Linked DNA regions of Zea mays: region 2 is linked to region 1. Evidence: chromatin contacts called from public Hi-C data. All regions are on one chromosome and are shown on one strand. The core of a region is the stretch at or near the end of the contact, and the rest is flanking DNA. Distances in the headings are between cores, read along the strand shown. Region 1 holds the start of LOC103647138 (Protein kinase APK1B chloroplast). Region 2 has its middle 6.4 kb from the start of LOC100502500.

Region 1 (6,647 bases), core at 2,658-5,157:
GTTGCGGGATAGCAGGTAGATCCCATGTCCCCTGACGTGCCCTCTAGTCCCTCCAATTTTGAGGGACGACTGCTCAGGGGTGGGCCCCACTAGATTCAATGGTATTCAACTGAATACCTATTATTTTTGGCAAAAAAATCAATAGATACTAATATACATGTATATGATATGTGTACATAGGAAATAGAAAACGAATCAGGATTTATGCTCATTTGGGCTGAAACGTCCCTTTTCTAGCCTCCACCCAAGCCAACTTAATAGGTTTAGTGTGGCCCATTCTCAATTAGCACATATTTTCATCTACCAAGTGACCTAGTCCCAAATTCCCAATTCCCAAACCCCACACAGATAGCAGGCAGCACCAGCCGGCCGCCGCTCGCCTACCACTACGGTAGCCACTGCTGTAGTGCTGCTCCTACAGTCCTGTTCGGCGCGACGCCGCGAAGGCGCCACAGTTTGATAAGGTCAACACTGAGTTACTTAGATGGATGGCATCATTTAGTCTAGCCAAGAATTTTTCTGCCTTTGATGTTGAGAAATTGGTTAAACTTGCTGGACATTATCCTCATGATTTTCAATTTGAAGAGAAGACACAACTTCCTTTTCAACTTAATCGCTATATTGAAGATGTGAGGAATGATGAAAACTTTTAAAATTTAAAAGGCCTAGCTGAGTTGTCTTTGATGCTTGTTAAAACAGATAAGATTATGAGGCATGACATTGTCTACAAACTTCTTAAGTTGGTGCTAGTTCTCCCTGTTGCAACTACCGGCGTTGAGAGAATTTTTTTCTTCAATGGACTACATAAAAAATAAACTAAGAAGCAAGATGGGTCAAAATTCTTGAATGGATGTTTGGTTACTTTCATTAAAAGGGAATTCTTCTTAGAAGTCAAAGATGAGGACATCATTGCTCAATTTCAAAGCATGAAGGATCGAAAAGTTAGATTATGATTTGTAAGCTTTCTTCTCATTTTATCATATCAAACAATTATTTTAGTCTTTACTCTTTGTATTATGGTATTTTCTAGAATTTTAAATTATGATGACTAGTTATTGAATCACTTATGGCTATATTGTTTATGCTTAATTATATGTTATATATACAAATAATTACCTATGTATGCCAATAGAAAAACTTTAGTCTTTAAAAAGAATTATCCTAGAAAATTTTCGAATACCCACACTCTAAATCCTAGGCCCGCCACTGCAGATACTCCAACCCCATGATCCTAAACCAAACATACCAAACAACTTTATCTATGAAACCGTCTCATCACGTCCCATACTTGATAACCAAACACTTGCATCACTTACGCCCTCCCTCTCCACCAGCTTCTACTCCAACCTTATCCTTCATTACCCCCGTTCTCCCACCTAAGGGACAGATCCGATGGCGGTAGGTCATAGATGTTGATCCAATATTGATGGTCTCGGTTATATATGGACTTAGAATACCTTACTGCCCCAATATAAGCCTAATTAGGGATAACAATGGTTACCTGAAACTTGATACCCCGATGGGTAAAAACCCTATTAGGACATGTGTATGATGAATTTTGGCACCTATGTGTATTTTATTAGGTCATTTGCTATACCCAATGGGTATGTTCTCTCTTTCCCAGACCTGGTACTCGATGGAAAACCCGCTAAGCTATAATATATTGGGTTTAGGTTATTAGATGTGTTTCATATAAAATAAAATTTTAAAACATAGCCCTCCCTGTGTGCCACCCACCTAGACTGGACTCGGCAGTCCGTACTCGGCGCTATTCAAATGAGGTATATTTTGTATTCCATACTTACTTTTGTGATTTAAATAATCATGTTTACTAGAATATTTATGGGTATGGCTACTCGATGGGTATCCGCTACCTGTGGTGGATATGAATATGTGGTAATTTTGTACTTATAATGGATAGTGAGTATAAGTATAGAGTATTTTTTTTTCTCTAGTGATGCCCACTGGTATCTTGCCCACTGTCATGATGGGCTGAGGCTGGCGATCGGAGATGAGATCCACCAAGCTGATACATCGCTAGACCTTGTGATCAAGAAAACCGACGTGAGGAGCTTGGGCACCTGCTTCTATATAAGATCGATAGAAATTCTATTATTATTAATTTCCTTGTACCTAAGTAGGAAATATATCTATAGATCAGTCGGTGGTTTGTCCCCGCACATGTACATATTGGTGTTGTTGTGGTATTGATTAACAACAAATTTGACGAGGACAGATAAGGTTCGACTATTTTCACTAGATCGACACACGTGTAATAATAACGATGCATGATCTTCTACTCAAGTATTATCATGTTGTTATCCTAACTGAACGAGCATAGAAGTTTTGTGACACCACGCGAGCGACATGCCGTGCCGCGTAACCGACGGAGTCACGAAGACGACGTGTGCCATGGATTTCGCTGGCTGCTGGTCTGTCGCACAAGCTCATGTTCGAATCCACACACACACACACAAAAAAAGAACTCACAGATTTTGAGATGGACAGCCCAAGATCTGAGATGTTCGTGCTGGCGTGGGCCGTGTCCGTTCCTCCTAGCAACGGATGTCCAGTCATGGGCTGTTGGGCCGTGTTCCGCTTTTCCCCACTGCCAGCGCTGTAGTAGGCCTGTAGCTCAACAGAGGGACCAGGCTCCAAGCTTGGAACCCGATTGAAACTTGAACCAAATTAACGTATGGCGTCAGTTGACAACAGTTTTTTTTAAGGCCTTGTTAGCTTGTGCTGGATTGGTGAGTTGGAACGATTCCTAATCGAATTGCTTCTCTAATTTATATAAATTTTGATTAGCTGAAACGATTACGGGTGCAATCCGACAAAACGAATAAGTCCTAAGGTCTTGTTCGTTTGTACCGGATTGGTGGGTCGAAACGATTTCTAGCTAAATTGCTTCTCTAATTTATATAAACTTTAATTAGCTAGAATGATTTCGGGTGCAATCCGACGTAAACCAACAAAGGACTAAATAAAAAAGGGAACCGGATGCATGTACTCTATTGTACGTGTGTTTGCATGTATATAACACGGCGACAAGTTAGGCCGGCCACCCTGACAGGACAATAGCATACTAGTGCTGCTGTGTAGCAAGAGTCAAAGCCAAACCCATCCAAACCCAACAGGTAGCCGCCGACTCTGAATTGATCGAAACCACCGGTCGTGGTCAGGGTGCCGGCTGGCTGCAGTTGTTGCTGGCGGCGCCGCAGCCGCAGGTCTGCGGGGTGAAGGCGCAGGTGCCGAAGGGCTTGCCGGGGAGGTCGCAGTCGATGGCGTAGCAGCAGCTCGTGTCCACACAGCTGCTGCTGCTGCCATTATTGGACGACGACGACGCGCAGCACCGGCACCCCTCGCACACCTCGAACGGCTGGTACGGTGGCGCCGCCGCCGCCGCCTCTGCCGTGGTCATCGCCGCCCCCGCCGCCGGCGACATGGACCGGTACACCACCCTCCGCACCGGCACGTACGACTCGCCGCCGCTGGCTCCTGCTTGTTTGTTTGTTGATTTATTTGCTCGTCAGTAGGTCCTCAAGGAATTTCATTTACAACTGACATATGCATATAGTTTACAACTGGATCAAATAAAAGCACGCATGCATATATACCTTGAGCTCGCAGGAACGAGGAGATGAGCAGGAGGCCGGCAGATAGAGCGGTGAAGCCGGCGAGGGAGACCATCGTCATGGGGGCTGAATAAGGAGTCTGCTTTGGTGGTGGCCGGCTGATATTATATATACTAGTGGAAGGGTCTGGAGAGGGAAGACGACGACGCCGACGACGACTAATATTTAAGAATAAGGGAAGAAGAAGCAGAAGCGGCCCAGACATTTGATATTGGATATTCAAAAATTCAAAAGATTAATAAAATTAGTGCTCTAACGCTATTTTGTGTAATAAATTATTGATAAATTATTATAGATCATAAAAATTTTGGATATTCAATGAATACCCATGAATACCGTCTGGGCCCGCCTCTAAGAAGAAGAAGAAGAATCGATACCCTTCCTCTTGGGTCAACTAACACCACTGTCTGTCACACCCGGTTTTGGAAGGCAAACCGAATGCGAACTATGTACGTGCCAGGATCAGAACTCACGTACACAGCGATTACATAAATGAACATCATCGCACAATGCTCGAATAATAACATAAAAGAGTGTTAACTTATTACATCACAGAGTCATAGACATCCACATAGTCATTGTCTTAACAAGTAAATCAAAGTGCTAGCGAAACGCAGTAAAGATAAGGCCTTCACAGGCAGCTGACTGGGGGTTGCCGCCAACCCACACCTAGAATTCGTCGTAGTCTTGAAACTCCTGGAAGTCTCCTTCCACGGCTTCGCCTTCTCCGGAGCAGTGGTTACAATGCGGAGAACCTGGTGTTTTGTGGTAAAGCAAGGATGAGTACACATCAACGTACTCAGCAAATGTCCCGTTTGGCTGAGGTGGACTAGCTTTATGTGGGGTTAGGCTCAAGCAGTTGCTTTTAGTTGGTCAAGTATTTATCATTAGTAGAAGCCAGATTTTAGCATTAACCAACCCGTAAACCATTTCCTCATCGAGGAACAACATCATCATAGTCGAACCAAAACCATAACATAATCCTTGTCTTTCGAACCATCTGTATCTCTAATCAAAGAGGATCCCAAGGCTGCTCTTAACCGTGAGCACGACTGATATACCAGTTTCACTACCCTCTGCAGAGGTTGCACACTTTACCCATGAGTCATGATTCCCTTTCTACCCGGGGAGAGCTAATCCCCATTGACCACTACCTAGGTGGTCCGGCAGGGCATCACTACGTAGCTTTTACAAAGATTCCCTAGAGATCTTAGCTGCCCGTTAGGTTTCTCCAGTTTGATAAACACAGTACCCCTCCCCGCAGGAGAGTGACTAACAAAGAGCAAAACGAAAGAACCTCGGCACTCCGCCTCGGCAGAGCAAGCACTGTGCCTGGACCCCATTGACGGCACGACGGCTAAGCAACTACACCTCTAGTTCATCTAATTAATCAGCTAAGGGCATCCCATTTCACCCTCATGGTTGCACTGTCATCCCGGGTGGTCTCTTAACGAACCAGTCCTTACGGAGAGGTACTCAGGAAACAGCCTGAGCCCCCTAGAGTATCACAAGATCATCAACATCATCAGGATAACAGTATCATAAATAGTCACATCATGTTCATTGATTATGTTAAAGCAATAGCAAAGTGCTAACCATAGTAGCCCATAAGGTCATCAAGGATAAAGTAAAATGTAAAGCTAGTCAATCCTTAGGTTTCAAGTAAGTAGTGCGGGGTAGTAAGTTATAAATGAATAGGATATAATGGGACAGAGGACACTTGCCTTCACCAAACTGCTGATCAGGGACTTCCTCTGCAACTGCCTCGGGAAACACAGACTGCTCGTTGTCTACGTAAAGCAATCATTCACTCTATGCACTTGGGAAAATAACAAACAAAACAATATACCAAACATATGCAGCAGAGAGAGGTCACATGTTCATAACAGAAAAGGAATAGGCACTCTAGTGTTCCCTAGGTCTGGGGTAGAGGACTATACAAAGTGATTCATCATCCACTAATCAAGTTTAAGTCGGTGGTGGGATTAAATCACTACCTGGTTCTAAGTTCCTAAATTTAGGTGTTTAAGTCCATAAACTTAAGTGCTCCAACTTTTATTAAAGTCTACTATCTTTTATTTATCTCAAATAGGGTTCCCATAACATTAACTTTATCCTAATGATTAACCATTAATTGGGACATGGAAACAGCAGGGAAACATTGCATAAACAGATAGATGATAATATTATGAACATTTTGCAATTTGAAGCACCTAATTTGGAGTTCATATGACAAAGTTATGAATTTTACAAGTTTAGGGGTTAAAATTATACCCTAAGGACCTATTTTGAATTAAATAAAAGGTCCGAGGACCTAACTGCGAGAAACCAGGGACGGCGGGCGCAATTTCCAGAAAACAGGGGGGTTCTTTAAGAAAATGCGCGGGCGAAGGGGTATCGGGCGCCTACAGCCGTTGGATCTCAGATCGACGGCCAGGATTAGATCCCGCGGCGGGCGCGCGGGCGCGCGGCGGCGTGAGCGGCTGACAGGCGGGGCCGGGCGGGCAGCGCGGGCGCGAGGCTGACAGGCGGGGCCGGGCGGGCAGCGCGGGCGCGGGCGACTGGCAGGCGGGGCCCAGTTGGCAGGGAGGCGGGGCGCGGGGGAAACGGCTCTGGGCCGTTGGATCTTGGGCTGACGGGTGAGGTTGGGTTCGGGTTATTTGAATCCGTGCCGTCCGATCTAATATAGACGGCGGGGATGGGGTGGCTGGCTCCCGTCTCCTTCGGCTAGCTGGGGCGGCGGCGCTCGTCCCCGCGGCGGAGGAGCTCGCCGGAGACGAGGGGCGCGGGGGCCCTGCGGGTCCTTGGGGCGATCCGAGTGGCCGGGGAGGTTAGGGAGGGCACGGGGAATCCATTGGTGGGGTCTGGGTCGGGGCAGGGGCACCGGAGGGGGGTGGCTCACGGCAGAGTGGCTCGGCGGCGGCGGTAAGCAACTCTGACGAGCAATCAAACACAGCAGAGAGCAAAATAAAGGCCAATAGGGGCGGGAGAGGTTCTTTACCTCAAGGCGGG
Region 2 (6,849 bases), core at 3,199-5,698, 78 kb before region 1:
GTATGAATATGGCATAGGTAGATATGGTGGTGGAGGTGTCCATGCAGGCACGTTAGGTCTTAATTGAACATTATGACCTCCCGTCCTTTCCGATTGGTGTGGTGGTCCAATCGGCCTAACCTGCCGTCGCACCTGGGTGGGTAAGCGAGGTCCCTTTGGTGGCCGGTCGCTGGAGCCAGCCTTCTTTTTCACATATTTAGACAATAATTGATCAAAGGTCGGGCTAGATTTTACCAACCGACCAGTTGCCTTGAACGTGTTAGTTTTCCACGTACCTATTTCTGATCGTCGTGGTTTGAAGGTACGTGGTCGCCGCGGCTCTTCGATGTTGCCGGACCGTCCGTCGGAACGCTTCGGACCGTCCGGTGATGTTACGGACCGTCCGCGCCTAGACACCGGACCGTCCGCGATGCGTAGTATGGGTTCTCGCGCATATCCCCTTGTCTGTGCTTGCCCCCAGCGCTGGAGTTTGTGATGGTTACCTTCAGTGTCTCCCCTCTATCAGGAGTCTTCTCGGCCATCACTTTCCTGCAAGAAATTTTGTTGTTTCCATCGGCCTCCCGTGCGTTGCCGATGATGACTTCTTTGTCTTTGCCCTTATCGGCTGTGTTGGGCCGAATTAGGACCTTTTTGCCATTAAAGTCGATCACATTCATTGGGAAGGGCTCCGTGTCCTCCTGAAATTTCAATCGTCCATTATCAATGGCCGATTGAATTTGTCGTCGGAACACATTACAATCATTAGTGGCATGGGAAAATGAGTTGTGCTACTTGCAGTATGCGCGACACTTTAGTTCGTCGGCAGGTGGAACGATATAATCAATTCTAATGTTACCATTTTTTAGTAATTCATCGAATATCTTATCACATTTGCCGACATTAAATGTAAACTTAACCTCCTCCTGTCGTTCCTTTTGAACTGACTGCAAGGAGGAGCAAGCCGAAGATTTGGCCTGCTCGGGCCAAACTATTTCGGCAGTGTAAACTTTCTTTGGTTCATCGTCCGAACTACTTTGATTGTGTTCTACTATAGGGACATTATGATGAACCGTTCTGACTAGTTCTTTGCTTCGGCTTTCACAAGTCGAAGCTCTCTGATGTAATTGTGCTAGAGTAAAGAACTGGATGCCTTCTAATCTCTCTTTTAAATAATAGCGCAATCCATCAAAGGCTATTCCCGCCAGTTGTTTATCTGTTAAATGAATTTGAAAGCATCGGTTTCTCGTATCCTGGAATCTCCGGATATAATCACTAACCGATTCATCCTTTTCTTGTCGTAGGGTCACTAAGTCTACTAAATCTAGCTCATAATCACCAGAGAAGAAATGTTCATGAAATCTTTGCTCTAAGTCTCCCCATGACAAAATGGAATTAGGAGGGAGCGTGGCATACCATGTGAATGCAGTCCCTGTTAAGGATAATGAAAATAAACGCACACGGAATGCTTCGGTGTCGGCCAATTCTCCTAATTGTGCTAGGAACTGGCCTATGTGCTCACGCGTGCTCTTTCCTTGGTCACCCGAAAACTTTGCAAACTCGGGTATCCTGGTTCCCTGTGGGTATGGGTGGTGATCAAATCGGCTGTCATAAGGCTTCCGATATGATTGCCCCCCAGGGATCATGCTTACTCCGAGCTTATCTCGGAACGCCCCGGCTATTTCTTCCCTCACTATACCAATGGCAGCCGGTGCAAGACCACCGGCTCTCTGGTCAAACATAGGTGGGGTTGGTTGCATGTTAGTATGTTGTCGTTCCCCCCATTGGTTTGAGCTACGTGGTGCATTTCCATTTGCCCTATATGGCTCATATGTTTGATCGTTTCTTTCCGGCCTTCTAGGTGGGGCCGGAAAGCTTTCCTGGGCTCTGGATCCTGAATTAATGGGCTGGTGCATTGCATAATGTGATGGGAAGTGTTGCTGGGACGGGCGAGGATTCAGGTAATAATCCCCCTCAAAAGACTCATGCGCGGACTGTCCGGATACGTACCCGGACCGTCCGTGATTATATGCGGACCGTCCGTCGTTGTATGCGAACCGTCCGACTGGATAGTTTAAATTCGGTGCCCTATGTGGTGGCTCGGGTGCGTGTCTAGGTAACTCATTAAAAATGGGCCCGACTGTGGCTGACCCGGACGGTCCGCGCTCGCGAGCGGACGGTGCGGACATGTGTAGATCGGCTGGTTTACTGCCGATTTGCGTTTGCTCAGGGTACGTGTCCATCGGCATCCCATAAGGGGGTTGTGACTGGTCGTGACAACCTTTAACCGATGTATTACGTGTATTATCTCCTAATTCAACCTCATGTGAAGGAAAATTTGCTATACTAGATTTATCAAATGCACGCACTAGTCTCCTACAATCGTTTTGCATAACCCCTATGATATTTTGCATCTGTTCTCGCTGTTCGTCTATGTAAGCTTTAAGAGATTGGAGTTCGTTGGTGCTACTTACATTTGGGGTAATCGTAGTAGGTCGGAGCGAAGCCAGATCTGTCGCCCGTTGCCGAACGACTTTGTTGTTCCTGTCCACTTTGAAGTCAGCCAGGAACTTCGCCTTTGCTTCTTGGATCAGCTGCTCCTGGCGCTCCTCGAACAGGAGCTGTTCTTCAGCCGGCAAGGCTTCCTATGTCGGTGTGATGATATTGCTGGTGGAAACCTCAGAGCTATCTCTTGAATCGGCCATTGAGGGCCGATTTGATAGGTCTATATGTGTTGTCCCCAGCGGAGTCGCCAAAAAGTATGTTGACGCCCTTTTGGAGGCGCCAATTACTCAAGAGAACCAGCGGCGGTGCTCTCTGGTCAGGCGCGGACGGTCCGCGACACAGGGCCGGACGGTCCGCGACCTGGCGTGAGGCGGCGGTGCTCTCTGGTCAGGCGCGGACGGTCCGCGGCACTGGGCCGGACGGTCCGTGACCTGGTGCAGGAGCTCGGGTTCCCTGCCTGACGGCCGGACGATCCGCGCCCTAGGGCCGGACGGTCCACGCGTGCGCAGGGGCGGCAGATGATCGCCGGCGGCGCCTGGATCTCGCTCCCGGGAGGGACCCCGTCGGGGAGGAGAGATCCTAGGAGTTGTCTAGGCTCAGGCCGACCAACCTAGACTCCTCTAATCGACGTAGAGTCGAGGAGAGGCGGAGAATTTGGGGATTGAAAGGCTAAACTAGGGCTAAACTAGAACTACTCCTAAGATAAAATATGAAATAGAAGTTGTATTGATTCGATTGTTGATTACAAATCGGTCGTATACCTCTCTATTTATAGAGGAGGAGGGCTGGACCCTTTACAAACTAATTCCCGAGCTTATCCCACGATTTTAGCTAACAACCGTAGCACAAAACTCGGAACCCTAATCTGCTCTGCGCACGCGTGGACCGTCCGGACCGCGAACCGTCCGGCCTCAGGGCCGGACAGTCCACCGGCTCATTTTGGTGTCAAACAGTGTGACAAGTTAGGCAGTGAACCAAACATGCCCTTAATCCTAAACCAGATCGAACAACAGGCTGCTACTACATGGCTGCCGCAGTGCCGCGTAACCAACAATCCGAAGAACCAAAGGCGAAAAGGGACTGCGAGCACATGATTACATGAAGCCTCAACTCCTGGAAGAAACCGAGACGGACTCCTCTGCGGCCTTTCCTGCCCGGTCCAGCCAGTCGCTGATCTTCTTGAACTGCGACAGGACCGTCGTCGTTACGTGGCCGCCGCTGCTGCCGTCGCGCTTTCCCCTGTATCCGGCGACGTTCCGGCATTGGAACAGGTGGAACCCCACGTCTAGAGATAGCTAAACGGGTCGCCCGATCCGGCCCGGTGAAGCCCGGCCTATTTTAGATCTAGCCCGCCAGGCATTGTTAGAAAACCGGATCAAACCGTCTAAGTCTACAGGCTCGATTTCTTGTTCGAGTCCGGTCCACACCGGGCTTAAACGGGCCGGATCGATCCGTTTAACACGAAAAAGTGGCCGAAAAACGGGTTAAGCGGGACGAAAAACACGCTTTTAGTGTAAAAAAGCGGGCTTAACAGACTTAAAGGTAAAGGAGCCGTGCCAGACTAGCCCACCGTGACTAGTTTTCTGTTCAAGCCCGATCCGGACCCGTATAGAACCGAGCATGCCAGGCTCAGACCGAACTCAAATAGCAGGCTTCGTACCGGGCTCGTAAGCCTAATGCTTATTGGCCATCTATATCCACGTTTAGCGCCTCGTCCACCGTACTCACGCGACACGGTGGACTCAAGGATTACGCTCGTCAGACCGATTTCTATTGCAGCCAACCAGTCGGCGATCGCGCGCTGGCAAAACGGTTTGTGTCTGGTTCCAGTTCGATCCTCCCCTCTCGCAAGTAAAAATCTATTTATATATCTATTACAAGCCACTAAAGCCATCTCACAGTCACAGACATTGGGCCGCCGCGCTCGGGTACTACGTCTGGGCTGTAGTGACCTTCTGTCTTTCCTTCATGCATCTTCAGCTCTCTCCCGCGCTATCAGTCACGTCACGCCTTCACCTTCCTTGCCCAGGTTGCAGACAGTTCACGAAGGCCAGGAAGGCAGGAACCACGTGTGCATCTAGCGCCACAGGGCCTTGGCAAGCTCAGCTGTCTCACACCCATGCTCCTCTCCTCTTCCTCATCCCGGTGTCACTTTGACGAGACCACCTCCACCTTATTAGACGCTGCTGAAGCTCCATGCGCTTCCTGCCTCTTCGTCAGCCTTGCTGGTTCCACCCAAGACGCATTTGGCTTGTTGGTGCTGCTCCTCGTACGTGCGAGAGAAGGAGCCAGTAGTGCCACTGCCACCACTGTCCAGCAGCTTGAGGACTTCAGTTCAAGGTCGGTGGCTAGTGCAGCCCCCGCCCAAAGCTTAGCTGACTTCTGCAAGGATTCCTCCTCTTCAGTTCAGCTGCACCATTGGTCACCACGGTCTCCGGCTCCGCAGCGATGCTCTTCCACTTGAGACTTGAGAGCACCCTCGTAGACACCCAGGAAGCGGTCGACGGTTGGAAGCGGGTCGGAGACCTCTGCCGAAGCGCGGATTTCAGAGAACTTGCTGTGCGCAGAAATACACAAGATGTCATCGCACCTGGTTTTCCACCTGAAGAAACGCATTGGTTTTGTGTGTTTTTAGATTGGGTAAAAAAAACAGTTGTCACTATAAATACCTTATGTTCCTAACGGATTCGGAGATCAGTGCCTCTTGCAGGGCGATGCTGCTAAATCTCCCCGCTTAAAAGCTTTCTGGTAGAAACTGTATTAGAAACTCAATCTCAAGTCAGCGACACTGAATGGAGGGATGTAGTCGCTTACCTTTCCTATTTCGGAGAGTCTGTCAGGAGTGCCACCAACGGGATGCTGCCGTCGATGCATTTTTGGAGCTGTGGGTTTTGCCTTCACCGATCGATGGACTCGTCTGTCTTCTTATAAGGCTTTGGCCTCTCGTCAACAGATGCATCGTCGTTGCGGATTGTTCGGTTGTATAATTGGGTTTCCGTCACCTACAGGCTGCATGAACGGAAAACGAGGGGCGCGGCCAGGCTCCACGGGTACGCAGCTAAAAGACATCTCCGTGCGTGCAGACGCTACCATAAAACAAGAATACTTTTAAAGTTGTTTTTCTAAATAAAACCTTATGCACAGATCTTGTCTATGTATAAGGAGCATGGTTTATAATATACGGTCTAGACTACCACCGTGTAGCAATCAAACATATAGTTAGTGGGTGTTTGGTTCCTTTACATCGAGTTTACTTTGAGGAACGAGATAATCCATCATCTTCTCCCTCCTAACTTTTTAGTTTAGTTTTTGGAATTCAATAAATCGATACATCATCATTTCAATCCTCATAAGCTAATAGTCAGTAATAACATGAGCAATGGGTTCATGCCACTAAATTTATGGAATGGACTCACGATGCACCACCTCATTTATAATGGATTGATTTTCAAACCAAACACCCACTTAGTCACCTTCCTAAACTTTAATAACTAAACTTTAGACTCTAGGAATCCTGTTTGGAAGACATATTTTAGTTATTATGTTTGGTAATTTAGGGACTAAGAGGGTATTTGGTTCATTTAGTCATCATTCTAAACTTTACTGACTAAATTTTAGTCCCTATAAATTCTGTTTGGAAGACCTATTTCATACAAACATTTGTGGAAGATTAGAGTAGTTAGTCCCATTCAGACTAGATAACCTGAAGAGAAGCTTATGGAAACCCCTCATCTTAGCTCTAGGATCCAGAATGAAAGCAAATGAGTATAGAATGGGTATTTGCCTCCAGTATTTAAGAAACTTGGTTTTCATTGGCACAACAACATCTCTCATCAGCTCATCATTTTCACAAGAATTTAAATGTCTAGCAATTGTAAAAATATGATGCAACATTAACAGAGAGGTAGGGTAATAAACACCAGACAATGCAACAATAGATTCATGAAACAACTTAGGAAAAGTTAACAATTTTTTCAGCAATAATCCAGTGATTGTTAGTAAGTAAAGGAGTACCATCATTAGCCAAAGGATACTGAGTTTTGATGAAAACAGAGAAGGTGTTACGATGAGGCAGCACTTACTAAGCATAATGTAAGTAGAATTCCACCTCACATCCATATCGACACCAAACTTCTGAGGACGAATACCCATACTCAAACAAACGCTCTTATATACAGCAACACGGCGCCATGCGACAGCAGCCTCCACCAACGGCTCCTTTGGTGGTTGGGGCTATAAATACCCCCAACCACCCACCATTCATTGCATCCAAGTTTTCAGCCTTCACACCTCATACAAGAGCTATAGCATTCAATACAAGATACAAACAAAAGAGATCAAATCCTCTTCTAAGTCCGGAATCACTCC

What was found. Hi-C and Micro-C count contacts between places; a contact is called where the count stands out from the background.
Region 2: a Hi-C map of ear shows a contact between it and region 1, with 4 times the contacts expected there. The contact joins the enhancer-like site here to the promoter of LOC103647138 in region 1. A contact is called at or near these places in 2 of 25 Hi-C or Micro-C datasets (ear and tassel).

What each region holds. Positions count from the first base shown.
Region 1 is chr2:155,088,506-155,095,152 of Zm-B73-REFERENCE-NAM-5.0, reverse strand. LOC103647138 (Protein kinase APK1B chloroplast) reads right to left here and starts at 3,907. Exons shown (of 2, transcript XM_008671702.3): 1 at 3,618-3,907; 2 at 2,981-3,498. The coding sequence starts at 3,840. The coding sequence ends at 3,179.
Region 2 is chr2:155,167,135-155,173,983 of Zm-B73-REFERENCE-NAM-5.0, reverse strand. It overlaps the pseudogene LOC103647141. Among protein-coding and RNA genes, the nearest start is that of LOC100502500, 6.4 kb to the left of the region's middle. Within about 2 kb of position 4,448, at least 11 of the 20 cell types and tissues checked have an H3K27ac peak or open chromatin away from gene starts, as enhancers often do. A contact at or near this core is called in ear, where this site is marked.